Regions from separate parts of the Rattus norvegicus genome. Here region 1 is linked to region 2. The links are chromatin contacts, called in public Hi-C maps. All regions are on one chromosome and are shown on one strand. Each heading gives the region's core, a stretch centred on a gene start, on an enhancer-like site or on the middle of the called end of the contact. The rest is flanking DNA. Distances are from core to core; before and after follow the strand shown.

Evidence for each region. Hi-C and Micro-C count contacts between places; a contact is called where the count stands out from the background.
Region 1: a contact with region 2 is called in a Hi-C map of mammary epithelial cells, with 2.0 times the contacts expected there. The contact joins two enhancer-like sites.

Annotation. Positions count from the first base shown.
Region 1 is chr1:239,577,066-239,582,824 of GRCr8, forward strand. The region is part of intron 2 of Sgms1 (sphingomyelin synthase 1); the gene reads right to left. Among named protein-coding and RNA genes, the nearest start is that of Sgms1, 93 kb to the right of the region's middle. Within about 2 kb of position 2,451, at least 63 of the 93 cell types and tissues checked have an H3K27ac peak or open chromatin away from gene starts, as enhancers often do.
Region 2 is chr1:239,454,988-239,460,211 of GRCr8, forward strand. The region is part of intron 5 of Sgms1 (sphingomyelin synthase 1); the gene reads right to left. Among named protein-coding and RNA genes, the nearest start is that of Asah2, 110 kb to the left of the region's middle. Within about 2 kb of position 3,599, at least 13 of the 93 cell types and tissues checked have an H3K27ac peak or open chromatin away from gene starts, as enhancers often do.

The DNA.
Region 1 (5,759 bases), core at 1,201-3,700, 120 kb after region 2:
GCAGAGTGACCAAGACACTGCCACAGTTGACTTAGAAAAGCAAACCTTGCATCAGAAAACCGAGAGGCAATTCAACCTCTATCTTCTCCACACACCCTCCCTCCTCTCCCTGTAAGTCATATTCATCACTGTTCAACGTTTTAAATCTTTTTAACTTGAGAATAATTTAAAAATCGACAGAAAAGTTGCAAAAATAGTCCTACAAAGAACACCATTGCAGCCCTTCCCTGAATTTGTTGACTGGAGAACACTGTTGCAGCCCCTCCCTGAATTTGTTGACTGACACTTAGCCCACTTCCCTGAATATTTGCTTGGTTTCTTCCATACACACACTGAACACTTTTGTCTTGAGCCTAATGTGACAGTCTCACACACTGGTGCTTTTTCTTTAAACACTTCAGAAAGTATTCCCAGAGAGTCGGAATGCTCTAACATAATCACAATGAAGTCACCAACTGGGGACCATGGACACCAATGCCTTAATCCATTCCATATTCAGTTGCCTTAATGATTTTTTAATAGCATTTCTTCCATGACAGGATCCAGCCCAGGGATAGAAAAGCATTCCACCGCTGCTTTTCTTTAACCTGGAGGACACGCCCCTTTGTCTTCACAACCCTGAGAAGAGTGGAGCTCCTCCCTTTTAAAATTAATGGAGCACTTCCATTTTCGACTGTCTGACCTTTCCTCTAGTGATTCTGGTTGAATCAGAATGGCTTGTGTCTTTCTCAGCCAGAAAGTTCCCTGAGATGCTCTCCGAATATCACATCCGAAAGTGCAAGTCTAGTCTCATCCTAAAGTAATAGCCACTTTATTCAATAAAAAGAAGTCGTTCCAGGGCTGGAGAGATGGCCCAGAGGTTAAGGGCACTGACTGCTCTTCCAGAGGTCCTGAGTTCAATTCCCAGCAACCACATGGTGGCTCACAACCATCTGTAAAGAGATCCGATGCCCTCTTCTGGTGTATCTGAAGACAGCTACAGTGTACTTACATATAATAAATGAATAAATTTTAAAAAAAATTAGTCACTCTATTTCTCCTTGCAACTAATACTTCATCTAGGGGGAAACATTTTAAGACCATCCAAGTATCATGTCCTACCTCCAAATTCCCCTTTCCCACCTCTGTAATAATCTCAATACTTGAAAAACTGAGGCAGGGGGATCATGAGTTTGAAGCCAGCCTGGGATATATAGTAAGCTACACAAGATGAAGGAAAAGACAAGAGGGGGAGGGAGGAGGAGGAGGGGGAGGAGGAGGAGGAAGAAGAAGAGGAGGAAGAGGAGGAGGAAGAGGAGAAAGGAGGAGGAGGAGAGGAGGAGAGGGAGAATGAACGAGGAAGAGGAGGAGAGAGAGGAGGAGAGGGAGAATGAACGAGGAAGAGGAGGAGAGAGAGGAGGAGAGGGAGAAGGAAAGGAGAAATTTTCCTAGGTACCATGATGCATGCCTGTTGCATGCTTTCTGTCATGACAGTTGCAGCAATCTGCCTCCAGCATTCTTTGCACATTGCTACTCATTCATCACCAGCCGTCTTCCTCATCGAGTCCTGCTTTTCTTATGACCCATCCCTACACGGCCCCTGTACTGCACAGTGGCACTCAGACTTGGCCAGTGAGAGCTCCTTCAAGCTGCCTACTATTTTTGACATATTTATTTTTCCTCACTTTTATTTCTTTACTTTCTCCCATCAAAAATATTTGGGACTTATCCTGAATATGTCCTGTCTCTGTTCTGGATGAGGTCATTTCTCCAAAGAGTCCTCGGGTCTTTTGGAGGAATAACAGAGAGCAGGAATCGGGATGACTGGTTTCCAGTCAGTCAGTCATTTTAAATATGAGCCACATGCTCCTTTCTGTCATAAAGTAGATAATTCAAGAGGGCTCGTTTCCGTTGTGGCACCTAACTTATTGGTAGATCCCACCAACTTTTAATCAAGGTCTACACTGGGTTAAGATGAACCTACTTCAGTTATATCCCTATTGCAAGCAAGTGGCCTTCCCCTATGGTGTTATCCTTATCCCCTGACACGCAGTCGATCCAATTTGTTGATGGCATGGCTAACAGGCTCAAAATTCCTAATTCTTGGAAACACAACCCCATTTTTCTATTTCCCTTCATTACCTGGAGGCAATTCCTCCCTGCCGTGCACCATCTTAGAGAGTTCCACTCTCAGTGCTTCCTTTTCCCTTACCTCGCTGAGCAAATTCCAGTCTCTGCAGCCCTGAGCCTACAAATCTGTTATCTCCTTGCTGAGCCCCCAGGCTCTCCCTGTGCTAGTCATGTCTGTTTTGGCAGAAAACAGACACAGGCCAAACACCAGGACAGGACAGCAGGTTCCTAAAGGTGTCTTCTAATGAGTCACAGTCTTGGCTGCCCGTTGTCCACTGCCAGGGGCCTCATGGATGGAGAGTCTGCACTTTGTATGAAAATGTAAGGTCAGCTTTAGCTGCCTCTCACTGTTTCCATGCCTCTGGCATGAGGTAAGGCTGTGCTGGGAACGAGGAAGGATCAGACCTATTCGGCCCATTTTAACAAGGTCGGTAAGCATTCCAAAGAAAGTCACTTCCTGGCCCACTCTCCCCTCAGCTGTGCACCTGTTCCTTTATTCTGTAAACCCGCAGTATCCAAATCACTCTCGAGGACTGAAGTGATTCCAGATGAGATGACAAAGACATGCTTCTCTTCGTTCTAGAAAGCAGACACTCACTGCACGGCTGTTCAGCACTCCGACAGCGAGCTGTGTTTCCATGACTCTTCCTCCAAGTCACACAGCGAGGGTGTCTAGCCAAGACTAACAAAGCTGGTTGCTATGGTTTGTACTTCCTGTTTATGTGTGCATACTTAGGAACAAGTCACTTTCTGATGTAACTTCACATTTTTGTTTTTACTTCTAGTCACACATATCTACAAAGATTAAAAAAGGATCAAGAAAAAAGAAAGAAAAAAATTGTAATCCCAGATACAAACTTAACTAGAAGAAAATTGGAAGAAAAACTATTTTCATAACATGCTATAAGGAAAGAGAACTTTGCAATACTAGGAAAACAGAGAACTTGTCTTTGTCTTTACCTGCTCAGAACATATGGATCATACTCACTCAATCTCTCTCTCTCTCTCTCTGTGTGTGTGTGTGTGTGTGTGTGAGAGAGAGAGAGAGAGAGAGAGAGAGAGAGAGAGAGAGAGAGAGAGAGAGAATATCACAGCAGTGGTCACTTAACACTCCTGACCCTGCAGGCTTTTCTCCCAGTGAGAACTCCTCACTGCGGCCAAACTATTCCCTGCACGGGAAGCCTGGTTTTTCTTTGGTTTTGCTTCAAATGGCCCAGAACTTAAAAAGCTAGTGTGATGGATCAGTGCCAGCCTGCCCGTCTTCTAGGACCCTCAGAGCACTGACTCACAGGTCCCTCTGAATCTCCAGTGGAATCACGCCAGGCCCCACCTTTTGTGAAGAACCTCTAGCCTCTCCAGTGGAGCATCCTTCTTTCTGCTTTTCCTCTTGGTAACCTACTGGAGCACTGCAGCCCTGGGAATATTTTGTGATCACTTCTGAAGTGGGCTTACTGCGCTCCCAGCACCTGGCCGCCTTTGTAATAAATAAAGGCAGAGCGATGGTGTTCACTTGTACTGGGCTAGGCATGGATGAACACTTGGTCTCCACGAGTTCTTTCAAGTGGATGCTGCTACCCTCAGCTCATTTCCCAAGTGAGCACACAGGCAAGGAGGTACAGTGACGTCCCAATGTCACAGCCAGCAAGTGGAAGTGCTTCGAGATACTTCCCTAGCAATAATGTGAAATATACTCAGCCGAAATATTGACAGGATAATGACAAACACAAGGAAAAGTCCCAGAACATCGATGGTGAGCTCAGGACACACTGCAAGGACAGGAAGACTCAGCTCACCAGAATCCTCCACCAGTGCTGAACCCCGTAAACGAGGTCCACACTAATTCTCAGAACACAGGCGACGATGTGCTACCGGGATAGCCTCTCTAGTGGAACGTCCTTCTTTCCACTTTTCCTCTGGGCCAGCCTGCATGACAACCCTGGGGAACATTCTGTGATCACTCTCTAAAGCGGGCTTGGTGCTGGGAGAGATAAGCAATTTCTTTCTTTTTTTTTTTTAAAGATTTATTTATTTCATATATGTGGGTACACTGTCATTGTCCTCAGACACACCAGAAGAGGACATCGGGTCCCATTACAGATGGTTGTGAGCCACCATGTGGTTGCTGGGATTTGAACTCAGGACCTCGGGAAGAGCAGTCGGTGCTCTAACCACTCAGCCATCTCTCCAGCCCTCTTTTTTTTTTTTTTTTTTTAGCAATTTCTAAAACACAGAAATATATACATGAATCAAAGGAAAAAAACACAACAGTAAAAATTGAAGATCTGCAATTCACATGGAAAACTTAATCTAGGGAAAAATCAGAAAACATGAAACAAGGAAACCCCACTAACATTTTAAGTACCGCTCTGCTATAATAAGCTATAGACAGAATTTTTATATTTCCAAAGGTTAAAAAATGGAGAAATGAATAAATCTTTCACTGTAAAGTATGAGAATTTTAGCTTCAATATAAGGACTTGCCCCAGAATGAGAATTTTAAACTAAGTAATATGTACTTCGTGTATCCACAATATCAGGAGAAAGCCCGGAATAAATGCCTACTGTTGCCATGGCCACAGCCATGTCACAGACTCCAAACCCTCGATCACATGGAAAGTGACAAAGCCCCCCAATCCCCAGGCTGAGGTTCAGGGGAGCCGAGGCCTTCTTCCAGTCCTGATATGGACGCTGGTAAGTGTGCATAAAAAACATCCATTGTTGGGGGTTGGGGATTTAGCTCAAGGCCCTGGGTTCGGTCCCAGCTCCGGAAAAAAAAAAATCCACTGTAGCCCTCCCACCCCCATATTTATTTCTAGACATGCCCCTACCAGGATTAACTAAACCTGCCTCCAGGATCCAAGTGTAGACCAGGCACCCGCCTTCCTTACTTTCTGTATGTAGTAACCTCCTCTGTGCTCAACTGTGTGCACTGCCCTGCTCCGTCCACTCAACATATGATGAGCTCACTGAACATCCAGAATGCTACAGTTTCTCCCTCAGAAAGCCCAGGCCACCGGACCCCAGCTTTGCTGTGTCCCTCCCTGTGTTTGTCTTTTCTTCGTTCCCGCGCTGCTATAGTCAGATCCCCACCCCCTTCCCCAGAACCATGCTGCACACAGTAACAGTCCTGTGTTAACTACCGACAGGCTAACCCTCGATGTTGATATTTCAGCAGAATATGCAATTCTGACTTATGGAAGTCTCAACAATAACAGGAAACATAACCAACAGTTGAAAACTTTAGACGACAGACCACTCATTAGGGGAAGGCCAGCTCTGAGAGGGCTACAAAAATCTCCCTGATTCAAAGCACAATCTCCTTCCAAGAGTAACACACACACGATTCACAAAGTCTGAAGGGAAGTGACACTTGCCTTGGGAGATTCAAGGACCAATCCAATATGTTAACCACAGGTATTTCCACAGTACCTGTTTCCCAGCAAGCACTTAATTATTAGTTATTGGTACAAACAAATAATTGTAACCTTACTCTTGTCAACGTCAAGCTATCCTATCTCAGAGGCTATTAAAGAAGGAGGCAGGAAGGCAAATAGAGCTTCACAACGAAAAAATAGTGGCCATGTGCTCAACCACACAACTAGTGCACACTATCCACTGTCCCAACAGAGTGTCACACAACATCCAGGCTT
Region 2 (5,224 bases), core at 2,349-4,848:
GTGTGTGCACATGCATGTGTTTGTGGCTTTTAAATCCTGCGGGAAAATTTTCTCACATAACACTGCCCAAGAAAATACAAAAAGGAAAAAAAAAAGGAGATATCTTTTAAAACTGTGTAGTGATTTCAGTGTAGAACTAGTCATAGAAACCACTCAGTACCTGGTGGGCAGAGGCAGGTTGATCTCTGAATTTGAGACTGTCCTGGTCTGCATAGTGAGTTCCAGGACAGCTGGAGCGACATACTTAGACCTTGTCTCAGGGGGAAAAAGCCCATAAAACAACAACCACCACCAACAACAAAATGGGAAGTAGAAGGGACACAATTTGCCAAACCTAAAGGGTACACCAAGCATCCCAAAACGGCAGCTGAAAACATATAATATTTCATTATTATTTCACATTAGGGAAAGAGAGCGAAGCAAAAAGATAGACAAATGGTCCATCCTGTTTTCAGCTTGGCTGTGTTTTCTTCCACATCGCTCTAGTCATAACGTGCAGGCCCTGTCCTTGACTCCCTTCCGTACCAGACTCAAAACATTCCCACTCAGTCTGTTACTGCCATCTACAAGCAGAACTGTGAGTGTACGTCCTTTAGTGCCAGATAAACAGGAAATAATGGTTCAGGTAATTAACACATATATCGTTCACACAGTAAGAATCCCTCTGGATTCCCTAAGGTGATTTCAAATACATCCCTCCCCACTCTCACACAATATCAGAATGTCCTCTAAGATTAAACATTTTGGTTTATAAATTACTCTTCTTAAAGAATTTTTTTCTTCAAATATATTGTTTTGACTGTGAAGTATGGCTGTAAACGATCTATGAACTTTGGAAATCTGGTGCCATAATCCGCACATTTGCCACCAACAGTCAAAGCAGCTGTCTTATGGCTGAAGACTACCCCGTGTCAAAATGTGATGCAGGCAGGCAGAGAATGGTTCTCTAATTAATATAAAATCCTTTATATTCTATGTGTTCAAAGTAAGTTTCCCTAGTGGACTGAGGAACAGAAATACCTCCGAGTTGGTTAATTTAAAGTCTTCCATTTCACTGAGGAAAGTCTACCAAACCACACTTAACGTGATCCACGGATGCAGGCAGAGAACCTCATTTAAAGAACATGACCTTGGGGACTGATACCGGATTTAAAATTAGCAACAACTCACAGACCCGGATAGGAGAAATCAAGTTCAAGCATCTCTCCCCAAATACACTTAGAGTGCTTCTTTGACAGCCAGTTAAGCTCAAACTGTTTTCAGAGCAGAGTCCATTCTAAGGGGGCTTCTGAATGGACTGCTCTTCGGGGCATGCTGTGGGCACCGGCGGCCACGGAAGCACTGCGACTAGGTTTCCTCTGTGCTCGGCTCTCCTCCTCTAGGCTTCGTGGTCAGACGAAGGGTGGAGGACTTCAGGGAAAGCAAGGGCAGATCTCTCCCTTTGCACACCTACACCACACCAGCCTTGGGTCTCTTCCAGGAAGCAGGTGTACCAGCTCCCAAACATAAGCAACCACTCACCGGCTTCTCTCCTAGTGTCAGTGACTCCTCCGTTCTAAGATCTGGGAATCAAAACCATCTAACGCTTATTTCTCTGAGCCTCTTTTTAACAGTATTTAAAAACAAACAGTTCCTAAATAACAGTTCTTTTTAGAAAAACAAAGACAAATAAACCCGAAGCTCAGCTGAGATCCTTACTCAGGATGCAAAGCCTCGGCACAGCACAGAATCACGCTGCCAAGAGACTGCCCTTGAGCTTAGGTATCAACCACCAGGGGGCAGCATAGCGGTAATGAGCTGGCCAGCGCCCCAGCGGCCTCCAGGTTCTAAAGGACACTGGAGTGTACCTCCAACAAGAGTCCAACAAGGTAGTGAGACTGCAAGAGGCAGCCTCTGTTTTCTGGGCCATCAATTGACACTGTCTTTCCAGTCCCTTTATGTATTTTAACGTACATTAGCAATATAGTTCTTTTTATATAGCTGAACTATTCTGCAATCTCACAAGACCATTTCTAGGACCCCAAGGAAGTATAAAAAGCCTAAATAACAGAGATCATCATTTACTTGGGAGATTAGCCCTAAGAGGTTCTTTGGAAATTCATCCTTGTCTTACATAAAACTTTAGTAAGCTTTCCCTCAGTGCAATAAAATGAGACCGTTAATCAATGGTTTACAATTAAATTATAAACATATAAGCTGTAAAACTTGTTAACAAAAGGTATGCTAAAATAATTTCGAATAGATAAATCTCAAGAAGCATGGGTAGGCCTCTTCTCCACTGGACCGAATAAGCTCTGTCCTTTTAGGAAGCCCTGCGTGTCCACCACTAGGGTGTGTTACAAGGAAAGGACAGAAGTTCAAAGTTAGTGTAAATGTTTTCTCAGGTTCACACGTGTTTAAAGTCTTTATCAGTCAAAGCACGATTGTATAAATCACAGCTTTAAAGCTACAGACGACATACTCCAAATAAAAAGATAAGCAATACAATCACAGGTTTTAATGATATAGATCACAAATATGAAATGCCTTTCAGAATCTGATAAAGAGTCTAAATAAACAGGGTATAGGAATCTTCTAGTTGTATTCATGTATAACACACTTACCACATATTGGGCTATACACACACACACACACACACACACACACACACACACACACACCAAGTTCAATCTCACTAGCTAAAAACAACTACACACTGGCAGAAGTTATGCTCTGGTTATTGAGGTGCGAAGATGAACCATGTAAACGAGAGACGGTGTTGCCCAAATCCCAGGCCCGTGCATTCCACTGCTGAAGCCATCCCTCATGCCTACTTCCATCACCAAGGCTCGGGCAACGCCAGACTTCGCCAGACTTCGCCCTGGCCTCTGCGTTGCACCTGTGTGGAGCCCATCACCCCCAGCCCTGACTGTGATTCCTCTCTTTGAAATCTGGTTCTTAGAACAAAAACGCATCCTGCATGGCTACCTGTCACAGTAGCCCTCTCTGTCTTAGATGGACGGCTGAGTCTGTAACTGCCACCCTGTTTCCGGTTTCTGCTTCCGAGCTATGTGCAGACCAGAATCACGCCACTTCTTGCTTTTAAATCTGTTTCAGCAGGTGCCTCCATCACTGCTCGGTTGCTGTGAAGAGACACCATGACCAAGATAGCTCTTAAGGAAGAGTGCATTTCATTGGTGGCTGGCTTGCACTTTCAGAGATTTGATTCCTTACTACCATGATTAGTTTGTACGCAGGTGCTGGGGCAGAGAGACCTATATCCTGCTCTGGAGGAAACACTGGGTGTGGCCTGGACTACTGAAACCTCAAAGCCCACCCCAGTGACACACTTCCTCCAACAAGGACACACGTCCTAATCCTTTTAAATGGTGCCACTCCCTGGTGACTAAGTCAGTGGGAGCCCTTCTTAGTCAGACTACCACAGCAGGAGAGGTAAAAACCTGAGGGCTCGAGGGCTCCGGCTTAAAGCTTGCTTATTCTGTTAAAAAGTGCACTGCATTTCTTTATTATTTTGTGTGGCTGAGGGTAGGCATATGCATGCCAGGGGTATGTATGGAGGTCAAAACACAACTTATACCTTATCTTCTTCCACCTCATGGTTCCCGGGTTCATCTGGCTTGGTGGGCAAGCACCTTGTGGGCAAGCGCCTTTACCCACTGGACTATCTTGTGGGCTCAAAAATGTATTTATTTCTTTTTCCTTCTCACCACTCCCTCCCCCCTCTTCTTTTTTAAGTGAGAGGGGATCTCAAGTAGTCCAGGCTGGCATCAGACTCCTCTGTAGCCTGGGATGGCTTTGAACTTCTTGCCCACTGCCTCTATTTCTCGGCTGAGGGGATTACAGGCTTTGGATCCACAGCCAATTTTGTTTTTGTTTTTGTTTGTTTGTTGGTTGGTTGGTTGGTTTTGTTTTTTGACTACTGCAGACAGAACCATGGCTTTGTGTACGCCAGCAGATGTTCTACTGACAGATGTAAGCTCCTTCCTCAGCAAAAACATCCCTGGATGTCTTAACTTTACAGAAGGAATTAATCATCCCACTGCTTTTCCCAACAGGAAAGGCTCCCGGAGGGTCCCAGAGTTTTCATTCTTTGTCATAAAGAAACACAGAAACTGACATTATACCAAAATTATAGATTATCTGAACAGCAATGAATTAAAAACTGAACATTTCTAACTGTAAGCATCTTATCTTTTATAGAAAATGAAGCCCTCACTCTTTTCAATGCCTGTCTAAATCCTCTTTGGGGTGTTATCTAATCAGATTTTTAAGGGCTAGGGATTTAGGTCAGTGGCTGAGCACTTGCCTAGTGTTTGCAAGGCCCTCAGTTTAATCTTCATTAATGGAAAAGAAAGAGAGGATGGGAGAAAGAAGGGAGGGTATTAGAGCGTGTAGAGGAAGGCAGAATTTAGCACCTTAGGATAGCAAACAGCTTTTCCAGATTTACTGGGAACTATTTTCTTACCATAACACGAGAATGACATCCCCGAAAGTATCTATTACAAACCAGGGCTTACATGTCAGAGAAACAGAGAAATCATACCATGTCCTTGAAAGGAGAGTCTCAGGTCCTCAGAGAGTTCTGGGTGGCAAGATTACCAAAGCTCTGGCAGGCCAGTGCCACATCCACTGCACTAAGACTCAGCTCGCACATATCTATTTATAAGTGGAATGAGCTTTTCCCTTTCAGAGAGCCAGCATCAAGGGAGCTAAGGACTGAAGATTACACCACTGACAAAGCACCTACTGGGTACAAAGGGCTGCTTGCTGGCATTCTGTAAGCCCCAGGGATGAATATGTCATAGATTTTACTCAACTACATTAAAATGGTAAAATGGAATTCCTGCTCTTTAAAAACTTCTCCCTTCTGCGTGTTTCCTTTATCTTAGTAACAGGAGATCCCACCCATCTTCTTCTCTGACAAAATGTGCATATGCCCATCATCTCATGCCCCCTCCAGTCTATAGGAGCCCATCCATCAGTTTTTCCTTGACACATAATCGATCTCCCATAACACTCCTACTACGGGATGCTCCCACTTCCGCCTTAACCACTTATTGCGTCTGTGTTCAGATCCTGTCGATTGTAGCCATTAACAGAAAGGCTTGAGACTCTGTCACACTCAGTGTCCCAGCTCGGGTCCCTGCCACCTACATCCCCACCTCTCTCAAGCTCCCTTCCAGCCACAGTGGCTCATCTGCTCACCTCACGAACCGCACTGGCC